2 separate regions of the Zea mays genome follow, and region 2 is linked to region 1. The links are chromatin contacts, called in public Hi-C maps. All regions are on one chromosome and are shown on one strand. The core of a region is the stretch at or near the end of the contact, and the rest is flanking DNA. Distances in the headings are between cores, read along the strand shown.

What was found. A called contact is a pair of places that touch in the nucleus more often than the background predicts.
Region 2: a contact with region 1 is called in a Hi-C map of leaf, with 4 times the contacts expected there. The contact joins the promoter of LOC100382130 here to the promoter of LOC100280464 in region 1. A contact is called at or near these places in 9 of 25 Hi-C or Micro-C datasets (bundle sheath, ear, endosperm and 3 more).

What each region holds. Positions count from the first base shown.
Region 1 is chr8:135,991,774-135,997,030 of Zm-B73-REFERENCE-NAM-5.0, forward strand. LOC100280464 reads left to right here and starts at 2,047. Exons shown (of 2, transcript NM_001153384.2): 1 at 2,047-2,843; 2 at 2,922-3,771. The coding sequence starts at 2,553. The coding sequence ends at 3,479.
Region 2 is chr8:136,147,013-136,152,488 of Zm-B73-REFERENCE-NAM-5.0, forward strand. LOC100382130 reads right to left here and starts at 2,453. Exons shown (of 6, transcript NM_001174891.1): 1 at 2,369-2,453; 2 at 573-1,711; 3 at 335-430; 4 at 50-246. The coding sequence starts at 689. It overlaps LOC100276428, which reads left to right and starts at 2,627. Exons shown (of 7, transcript NM_001320254.1): 1 at 2,627-2,722; 2 at 4,096-4,207; 3 at 4,907-4,946; 4 at 5,084-5,179; 5 at 5,320-5,476. The coding sequence starts at 4,101.

The DNA.
Region 1 (5,257 bases), core at 797-3,296:
GAAGACAAAAGAACTATCAACTCATTCTGAATCTTAGGACTCAGATAATGGTAATGAATTTCTTTGTTCTGAATACGCCTAAGATGGTCTTGCATTACCAAATCAAATTCTGCAATCATCTCAACATAGGCTAAGAAATTTCCATTACTATCACTATAAAGCTGCTCAATGCTTCCTCTAAAAGCCAAGTTGCGTTTACCAAGAAATTTCACAATTGCTATTATTCTTAGCAAAACTTGTCTCAAACGCTCTTTCTCTTTATTGATTTGCTTTTGCAAGTCTTTATCAATAGTTTCCTCTTTCTGCATTCATGTCCTCAATTCATTCCACTTGTTCATGTTCTGAAAATGCTCAACACTATTTTCATGTTCTCTAAGCTTTGTACTAATATTCCTCCAATTTCTACATCCATTATGTGCTAGAGAACTCAGACTGTTGCTAGTTCTAGACTTTAAGATCTTACAACAAAAGCAAAAAAAACTTTATCAACATGCTTTGAATAAACCAACCATTTTCTATCATATAACTCTCCATTGCTTAACTTTCTATAATAATGAGCATATGAAAAATGTCTTGAGGCATCATCTAAAGGGAACTCGAGACCTTCCTCTCTTATAGGTCTTTTCCCAATTAATATGTCTCTTGCTTTATTATCAAGATTATCCCAATTTCTTGGATCATAAATGTCAGGTTGTTCATCAACACTACCAAAATGTGCATGTGCATCAGATGAATTAGACATATTCTCATGGTCACTTACATTGTTATCATCGGCGTTGATATCAACATGTTCTTCTCTAGAATTTTCTCATTGGTTGGTTCCTCTGTCCCCACGGGAACTATTGCCAACACAAACACATCATTTGGATTCGTCGAAGCACTAGTATTGCTCTTGAAAAACTTGTCAATAGCTCCTCTCTGTGAGTCTATGAGATCATCCACACGTTTTTTCCTTTTCCCTTTTTCACTTCCAGATGGATATCTTCTCGATGACATGATTACACAAAGCACTGAAAATAAAAAAGATATATATCACAAATTAAATGATAACATAAGAATGATTATACATATCTAAATAGTGTGGTTATTATTATTAATCAGTTACCTTAAATTTGTCAATTAGATTAAGCCAACAATAAGCCAACAATCAGTTACCTTAAATAGCTCGCAGGACACCAGGACCACGCAGTGAGGGATCGCCCGATCGGCGAACGGTGATCGTGATCGCCTGATCGGTGATCCAGTGGCGGTGATTGATTGATCGGCTCGGCTGATCTGAATATCTGATCGCCAGCCGCCAGGAGGAGCCCAGGACGCGGGACTGCGGGAGCGGCCGAGCGGACGCCAGGCAGGCGATTAGGTGAATAGGCGCGCGACACCGCGGCAGGCGAAGGTGAACGATCGGTCGTTCCAGTACCACTTGATCTCCAGGCCGGGCGTGTCGCCGACGTGCGGGGCCTGGGCCGGCTCACGACCCACATATTAGAGAGACCGCTTGCGTATACACGCAGCCGTGAGCCGTGCCTCGGTCGCTCGGCTGATTATTACGGTGGCCCGTGATAGTGGGGTGGGGGCCCACTAGCTTTGTGGGGTCTGGTGCGGTGGCACCGCTGCACCCGCAGGGCCGGTCCTGTATGTATAGATGGATATTGTTTGCATCATATATTGTGATATGCCTATGGGCTTGGGAGGTTAAGCCCCTAACACGATCGATGCCTGACCGGCCCTCAAGTTTGACCGCTCTTCGGCCCAAGCCCAACCCTTCTCCTTCAGCGCGTTCTGCTCGTGTGGGCGCCTGGCCGCCCGGTCCAGCCCATGTGTGAGAGCTTTTGTCCGATTAATTTGGTTGCGGTTTAGCTTTCAGTTTTGCAACTTTTGGCTTTGGCATTCTAAAAAAATCATTTTATTGTTTTTTTACAAAGAACGGGAAGATGGCATTGCTGTAAGTTGCGTGCTCTTGGCCCGGACCGCGATTTAAAATTTCTTAATTGGGGAGAGGCCCTTTTCACGCCTGCATCATGATCAAGTGCGCGATGAATGGTGATGGGCAACTTTTGATATTATTTTTATATATCGATGGGAGAAAAGGGGGAGTACATGTTGTGGCACGCCTAGTCAGCTCAGCGTCATCACTTCTTTCTTTCTGTGGCCCTCCTCGGCTCGGCCGCTCGGCACAGAGCAGCAGCACAACGCCACAGCCACCGCAGGCCAGCCGAGCGGGACGGACGGGACACGTGGCGGCACGTGTCTGTTCTCGGCCACCGTCGCCGGGATAAATTTTCCGAACCCAGTTGACCCGACCGCCGATGAACCCTGGCCAGATTCCTCGGCACGTGGGCCCACCTCACCAGCCTCAGCTGCCGCCTGCCTGACTTGGGCCCTGCCCCTTCCTGTACCTGTCCTCAAGGTCGCCCCCGCGCTGCCCATCCCCCTCCCCCTCCTCCTTCCTCGGCAGCTCGTGGCGCTCCAGTCCACAGAGGAGAGGACACGACACGACGAGGGGCCAGGCAGCAAGCTCTGCTCAGTCCGTTCCGCGGGCCGGTCGGTCGGCGATGGCGCGGCACGCGGGCACGGCGCTCCTGGACCTGGTGGCGGGGCAGGTGGACCCGGGCGCGCCGGGGTTCTGGCGCGACTTCCTGGTCGGCATGCTCAAGCCGGCGGCGGCCACGGCCGTGGTGGCCATGGCCGTCGGGCTCAGCTTCTCGCAGCGCCTGGGGCTCGAGGGCGAGATGCTCTACGCCATCGCACGCGCCTTCCTCCAGCTCTCCGCCATCGGCTTCGTCCTCCAGTTCATCTTCGCCCAGAAGAACGCGCTCTGGATCCTCCTCGCCTACCTCTTCATGGTATGTATGTATGTATGGATGGTATGGTACCTAGGGGTATGGTACCTGCTGCTCAGCCTCCAAATCTCTCTCTTGCAGGTGACGGTCGCCGGGTACACGGCGGGGCAGCGCGCCAGGCAGGTGCCGCGCGGGAAGCGCATCGCCTGCGTCTCCATCCTCGTCGGCACCGCCGTCACCATGCTCCTGCTCGTCCTCCTCGACGTCTTCCCCTTCACCCCGCGCTACATCATCCCCGTCGCCGGCATGATGGTCGGCAACGCCATGACCGTCACCGGCGTCACCATGAAGAAGCTCCGGGAGGACGTCAAGATCCAGAGGAACCTGGTGGAGACGGCGCTGGCGCTGGGCGCGACGCCGCGGCAGGCGACGCTGCAGCAGGTGAAGCGGTCGCTGGTCATCGCGCTGTCCCCGGTGATCGACAGCGCCAAGACGGTGGGGCTCATCGCGCTGCCGGGCGCCATGACGGGGCTCATCATGGGCGGCGCGTCGCCGCTGGAGGCCATCCAGCTGCAGATCGTCGTCATGAACATGCTCATGGGCGCCTCCACCGTCAGCAGCATCCTCTCCACCTACCTCTGCTGGCCGGCCTTCTTCACCAAGGCCTTCCAGCTCGACGACAGGGTCTTTGCAGACTAAGATACATGCTGGATTGTAATGTAACCGAGTCCCAGTTGTTTGAGCCTTTTGAGGTAGAAACAGAGCTAAGAGCTGTGGCTTTCGGTGTCACTGTTGATGCTGAGTTCTTGGGGAGGCTCTCGGGCGGGTATCGCGCGTTGGATCCCCATTTGACCAAACAGTTTTTAGATAATGGAAAAAATCAAAAATCATCCGACCTTGGCCTCAAATGAGCCTCAAATAGCCTCAAATGAGGTTACCGCCAATTTGACCAAACAGTTAGGTGTGCTTTCAATACAAAAAGGAACTTTACAAAAGCGCTTCTAAAACTTAGTTCAAGTTTGAGTTTGAAAAGTATGTACAATGTTCTTAGGGAAGGGTTTAGATTTCGAAAATAGTTTTAAACGTTAGACGAGCTAAGCCATATGTTTCGAATTTTAGCTCAAAAAGGGACTCTAAAAGTTTCATGCTTTGACTTTCAAAATTTGATTGAAAGTAGTTTCAAAGAATGATTTAAAAAAAAAAGAGTTTCCTAGATATGATTGAAAAACAGGAGACATTTATTTTTATACATTAAAATTAGTTTGTAAAAAGTTGAAGAATTTTCAACTTAAGTAGTTTCGAAGATAGATGGAAGGATGGTTAAAAAGCATGTGGTATAAAAAAATAAAAAACAATTAACATCTCTTAACACAACCGGAATTTGGTTATTTGCCGAGTGTCAAATGTTTTGCCGAGTGTTTTTTTTGACACTCGGCAAAAAACTATTTGCCAAGTGTTTTATTTTTGACACTCGGTAAAAAGCTTTTTTGCCAAGTGTCAAATATATAACATTCGGTAAAGAGCTTCTTTGCAGAGTGTTTTTTTTCAACACTAGGCAAAGACAGTTTAAAAATCACATTTTAAAGCAGTAAATTAACTCAAATAAAAAGTTTTCAACTACAAATTTATATAACTCATCATGATGTATAATTTATATTTTGAATGTTTCTTTATATGACAAAATAAAAGTAAATTTGTTCATAAAACATATATATCTCTCGTAGTTTATGAAACTACGAGAGAGATGTATTAGATTTGTGCATATTGTTAGAACCATCATATGAGATGAATAAATGACCAAACAATCGAAATAAACTTTGTAGATCTTAAGAAGTTATAAAATTTTGTAGTTCACAATCTTTTCATTTGAAGTCATCTTGTCAACTAAAACTACGTCTAAATTTAAAAACTTTAAATTTTGAATTTTGAAGTCATATTGTTAGAAACGTTGATGCTGAGTTCTTGGGGGGAGGCTCTCGGGCGGGTATCCTGCATTGGATCCGGCCATTTGACCAAACAGTTAGGAGTGCTTTCAATACAAAAAGGAACTTTACAAAAGCGTTTCTAAAACTTAGTTCAAGTTTGAGTTTGAAAAGTATGTACAATGTTCTTAGGGAAGGGTTTAGTTTCCAAAATAGTTTAAATATATATATATATTCCACAGACGAGCTAAGGCATATGTTTCGAATTTTAGCTCAAAAAGGGACTCTAAGAGTTTCATGCTTTGACTTTCGAAATTTGATTGAAAGTAGTTTCTAAGAATGATTTAAAAAAGTTTCCTAGATATGATTGAAAAACAGGATACATTTATTTTTATACATTAAAATTAGTTTGTAAAAAGTTGAAGAATTTTCAACTTAAGTAGTTTTGAAGATAGATGGAAGGATGGTTAAAAAGCATGTGGTATAAAAAAATAAAAAAACAATTAACATCTCTTAACACTACCGGAATTCGACTTTTTGCCGAGTGCCAAATGT
Region 2 (5,476 bases), core at 1,203-3,702, 160 kb after region 1:
GTGTGTCATATAGCTGTGGAATGTAGCTGATAGTGTTAACAATAAACACCTGAGGTTCCTTGGACTGTTCTGGCAATTTCTTTCTATATGGCCCCTTTCGCCACAACGGTAGCATTTGTTCTTCCAGTCACCAGCCTGACAGTCTCTTGCCCAGTGACCATCAACTCCACAGTTAAAACAACGGCCTGTTCCTGGTGGAGGTCCTCTTCCGTTGTAATCACGTGAACCACCAGAACCACGAGGAACCTGCAAACACAAGTTATTTTGGAAAATCATAAGCTCAATATCCATATGCTCATTTAAGCAGCAGCACAATGGCAGGGCACCAACTTACCCCTTTAGCAAATTCAACAATAATGCGGCTTCCATCGACGTCCCTGCCATCTAGGTTGTACTGTGCATCATCAGCATCACGGGGGTCACTGAATTCCTGTTTTGCAATTAACCAAGGGTCACAATAAAGAATGCCACAATTAAAACAAATGTTTTTTTCAATTTCTATAATATGAGCAAGCCACCATTATATAGGTAACAGTTGCAGAATTGAACTGAGGGCAGTAAAGTACACATACAATGAATGCATAGTCACGCTTCAACTCCACTTCTCGAATTCTGCGGAAATGGTTGCCACAAACAATAAGCTGACGTGAGTCGAAGTACTCAAATACATTAACTTGCAACTTCATCATCTACAACAGTCAATAAGATTACACCAAGGGCGCCCTTCACCAAAGTCCTCCACAAACATTGGAACTATGGCCACCAATTCCATCAAGGGCACCCTTCCACCACACCTCCATGGTTGTGTAAAAAACCGAAAAACCTTCAACAAGATCATTCAAGTCAAATAGGCCCAGGTCAAACATTTATTTTGTGCTTAGTGATGTAACAGAACATACACCAATAAAATCAGAAGACTTGTATGACCCCATCCACAAAAACCTCAAAATGATGTCAAGCATCACAAAACCCAACACCTTCATAAACTACCTATTATGAACAGGCGAGTTGGTTAGGTGGTCTGAGTAGCACTTGTCAGGTTCTAGGTTTGACTCCCCGTGGGAGCGAATTTTCAGGCTGTGGTTAAAAGTTAAAACATCCCCTCGCCTGTCCCAAGCCAAAGCACAGGCCTGGCCCGGTCGTTCTCACTTGGGCTACGGTGCCATTGTGTATGGGTGGGGGTGGTGGGGCAGGAGTTTAGAGGTTTTCTCGACCTGCGTGGAAGGTCTTCTTGACCTGTGTGAGAAGGTCTTCTTAATATAATATTGTACAGACGGTCTTACCCCCACAGGTCGAGTTTTTTTTGAACACGATAGGAAAGCCCCTAGCTTGCTATTGTATTTTATATCTGGATTGATGTGTAGTTGTGTACCACAAAATTTAACCATGCAGAGTTAACATCACGTGCTCATGATATATACTACTCCCTCCGTTCATTTTTATTTGACGTCGGCATGTAAAAGTGGAATTGTATGGCGTCAAATATATAAAAACGGAGGTAGTAGAGCATAACTGGTGTCCGACCACATAACAAAAAGCAGCACGCCAGCACACTCTGAGTTTCAGAATAGTTCTATGTGCATATAATGTGATGCTTACCTCCCATATTTGCTGAAAAGGTATTCTAGGTCACGAGAACGGGTGCGGGGAGACAATCTTCCAACATACAAGCGTGTATTCCCATAGCGATCATCATTGCGAGGCATATCTCCTGAACACGTGAGAAGCATAAGCGTCAGTATTCTAATGAGAAGTAAAAAAAATCTAGCTCAAGTTCACACAACAAGAACATAAGAGCATAAACATATATCTGAGCCATCTAATACTTCGACAATCCAACTAGAAAATGGATCCCAGGTTCAATCTACACAACCATATATCAGTTCGAACATCACAGCAATGGCAGCGGCCATGGATTGTACGCACTTTTACTCATCAAGCTGCAAATACCCCTAATCGCCCAGGTGCTAAATAAATCTGAGATCCGCGCAAGAAATCGTCCCCCAGCAAAACCCTAAGCAACACGCCGGACAAGCAAATCACGATCTCCGCAGCAAAAAAGTTGGAACCTGTCGGCCGTAAATTACCAGACAGCCAGAACGGAGCGAGAATTTACAAAATCATCGAACACAGCGGGGCGCCAAAGAAGCAAATCGACCCGGTAAGCAGCAAAATCGCCGCAAGCAAAGACGACAATTTTTTTTAAAAAAACGGAACCGAGGGCTCGCTGCAGAGCATAGATCCAGCGGAACATGAAGGGCAAGCCACCGGGTCCTTACCAGCAGTAAAGAAACCAACCAACGGGAAGATGGCCAACGCAACCAGTACAGCGTGAGGAGAAAGAGAGCGGTGGAGGCGCACGGTGTACCTGGATCTGGATCGAGGGAGGCGCTTCCGGCGGCGGCGATGCGGCGGGGAGAGGGTTTGGACTTTGGAGGGTGTCCGACGATGCGGGGTGGGGAAAGGATATGGTTGGTTGGTCTGGCCTACTAGGGAGCCGCCAGCTGCTTACTAGGTCAGGCCTCCCCGTTCCAGCCCATGGGCCAAAAGGCGGTGCAGGCCCATCGGCGTTCCAGCTCGGCCCAGCCCCGCACAACGAGTGAATTCCACCTCCGCCGCCGGCGGCATCATCAGTTTCTCTCTAGTAGAATTGAGATCCCTCCTACCACATCCGTTCCCCTTCCCTTCCCTCCTCTCGCGCGCCGGCTCCACGCAGATCCAGGTACCTGTCCTATCACCGTTCTCTCTCTCGTCTCTTGCCGGCGAGCGGCCGCCGTATCGCTCGCTCTCCACGGAGGGACGCGATTGCCGCTACGTCCCGTGGGGCCGCGAATCGGGGCGTTCCTTCGTTCGTTCCTGGCTTTGCCGCGCTGCGTGGCGGGGATCGTCTGCCCGTCGGTGTTTGTTTTCTAGAAGCGATTCTATTGTTCAGATGAACCTCCGTGCACGCCCCGCATGCAGTTTGACGCGGGGACCTGTGAGCCTTTGGCCCGCCCGATCTACAGTCGCTAGGGCTTTCGAGGGTCGCTTAGGGTTTTTGTTGGGGGGGGGGGGGGGGGGTTATTCTGGGTTTTTGTTGGGGGATTAGTCTATCCTCGGTCGGGTGTGCGATTTTTAGTTTCTGCTACCTCGAATTGAACACTGGTACCCTATATTACTGTGTGATATTGAATTGAATAGTGTTTCAATACAGTCGGTCAGCAGCAATACTGCGCAATTCAAATTTACTTTCCGCTCCTGCTCAAATGGTCCAGCCTTGGAATGCAACAACAATGATTTAGACCTTATATTATTTTGGTAGTGAATGGCTAGTACAGTGGAGCCCGAATGTTTGGGGATTGATTCTAGCCTAAGGCTATATGCTACTGTTCACACCGAAATTTCTGTATGGTTGCTCTCATAAGTGCTGAGCATCAATCAACCATGGCCATGGGGGCCCTCCAAGTTGCAATTTCTGCTGCCCTCTTTGTTGATACTCTCTTGCTCACGGTTTTGTTGCAGGACTAGGCTGTTTCGGTTGGTTGGGTAAGGTCGGGGAATTCTAGTCTGAATTTTTAGTTTCTGTTACCTTGAATTGCATAGTGTTGTGGCTGCATTGCAGTTGGCAACTAGCGACAACTGCTTCCCGCAATGAAATAACGAGGCTTTAGACCTTTAGCGAAGGGAAAATACAGTTGATCTCAATCCCTTGGGGATCAATTCTATCGGATGGTACTGATCTAATAGTAGTTTCTGTATAGTGGTTCTCATGATTAATGACCAGCAACCAACGTTATTAGTTGGGTTGCTATCTGATATGATCATATGACTCTGTGGGGGCCTCCGCGTTGCAATTGTAATCACTAGCTTTGTCGATACTCTCTTGTGGTGTCAGGTTCGCTATGACATATGCACTGTCATGAGATTGTACAAGGTGACAGGGGAAATCCTCTGTTTTAGTGCATACCATTCATTTAGGGCTCTGATTGAATTGTTTGTAATCCTTTCACTTGTTATCACTAAACCGTATTGTTAGTGCAATTTGTAGGTGCTTTCTGCCACTTTATTCATTAAGTTCTTGATGAAACAACTAATAGTATTTTTTTTTGTTGACAGGAGATATGCCTCGCTATGATGACCGCTATGGAGGCACGCGCTTGTATGTTGGCAGATTGGCCACTCGTACTCGTTCCCGCGATTTAGAACATCTGTTTGGCAGATATGGAAGGTAAGACCAGCACTGTGCTCAGTCAGAGATTGCCAAGAGTATCCAGTAATTGAAAATCTTGCAATGCTTTACATTGTCTAAAAATATGATCAGACCAGTCAGGATACTTGATTTCTGAGAAACACTTGGGCTGTCATTATGTATGATCTTATAGAATGTACTAGTGAGGAGGTTCTCCTGCTCTTTTAATAGGTTGTTGCTATCAGGTGTCAAGTAAAGTAATGAGTTTCTTGTTAAATTCGCCATCAGATGGTAAACAATGATTGTTCTGAACTGGTGGAGGTGCAAACCATCTGATATATAGGAGAGCCTAGTAAGCTAAGGGGCCCTTGCTACCCTTCTTATAGCCATTTTAGCAGGTACTGGGTTCAGTGGTACTATTGAGTCTTATCAAGTTACTTGTGGTTGAGCCTCTCTCCAAAACATTGTCTTTGGTAGTTTCTGTTACTTAAATAATGTAGAAAGTTTCCCCCCTCAGAAATTGTGTGTTTGACTTGGATGATCTTGTTGAAGGTTTTTCGGTTTTTACCGGAGGTCTTTGGTGGAAGGGTGCCCTTGGTGGACTTGGTGACCATTTGGTGAAGGGTGCCCTTGGTGTAATGTTATTGACTGTTTTAGTGGAAGTTCCAAGTTGGTGATGCATTTGAGTACTTGACACATGACGTGACGGCTTACTGTTTGTGGCAACCCTTTGCGCAGAATACGAGAAGTGGAGTTGAAGCGTGACTATGCATTTATTGTACGCTAAGTTTACCTCCCTCAGTTCAATTCAGTATCTATTTTCGTTTTCTGTGCCCATTTGTTATTGTGTGGGAAATGTATTTCTTTTATATACATGGTTTTGTTTGTTTTGCTTCTTGCCAAATTACCATACAGGAGTTCAGTGATCATCGCGATGCTGATGAGGCTCGATACCAGCTAGATGGCAGGGATGTTGATGGGAGTCGTATTGTTGTTGAGTTTGCTAAAGGGGTAAGTTGCCTCTTCAATTATATGATTTCTGGATGAACTGATTATAAATCTTATCTTCTCCTTTTTTTCATCATTCAAATTATGATGTTTATTCTGATATTGGATCTGCGTGCAATCTTGTGTATAACTTGTGCTTGCAGGTCCCACGTGGTTCAGGTGGCTCACGTGAATATATGGGGAGAGGCCCTCCACCAGGTACAGGTCGTTGTTTCAACTGTGGAGTTGATGGTCACTGGGCAAGAGACTGTAAAGCTGGTGACTGGAAAAACAAATGCTACCGTTGTGGAGAAAGGGGCC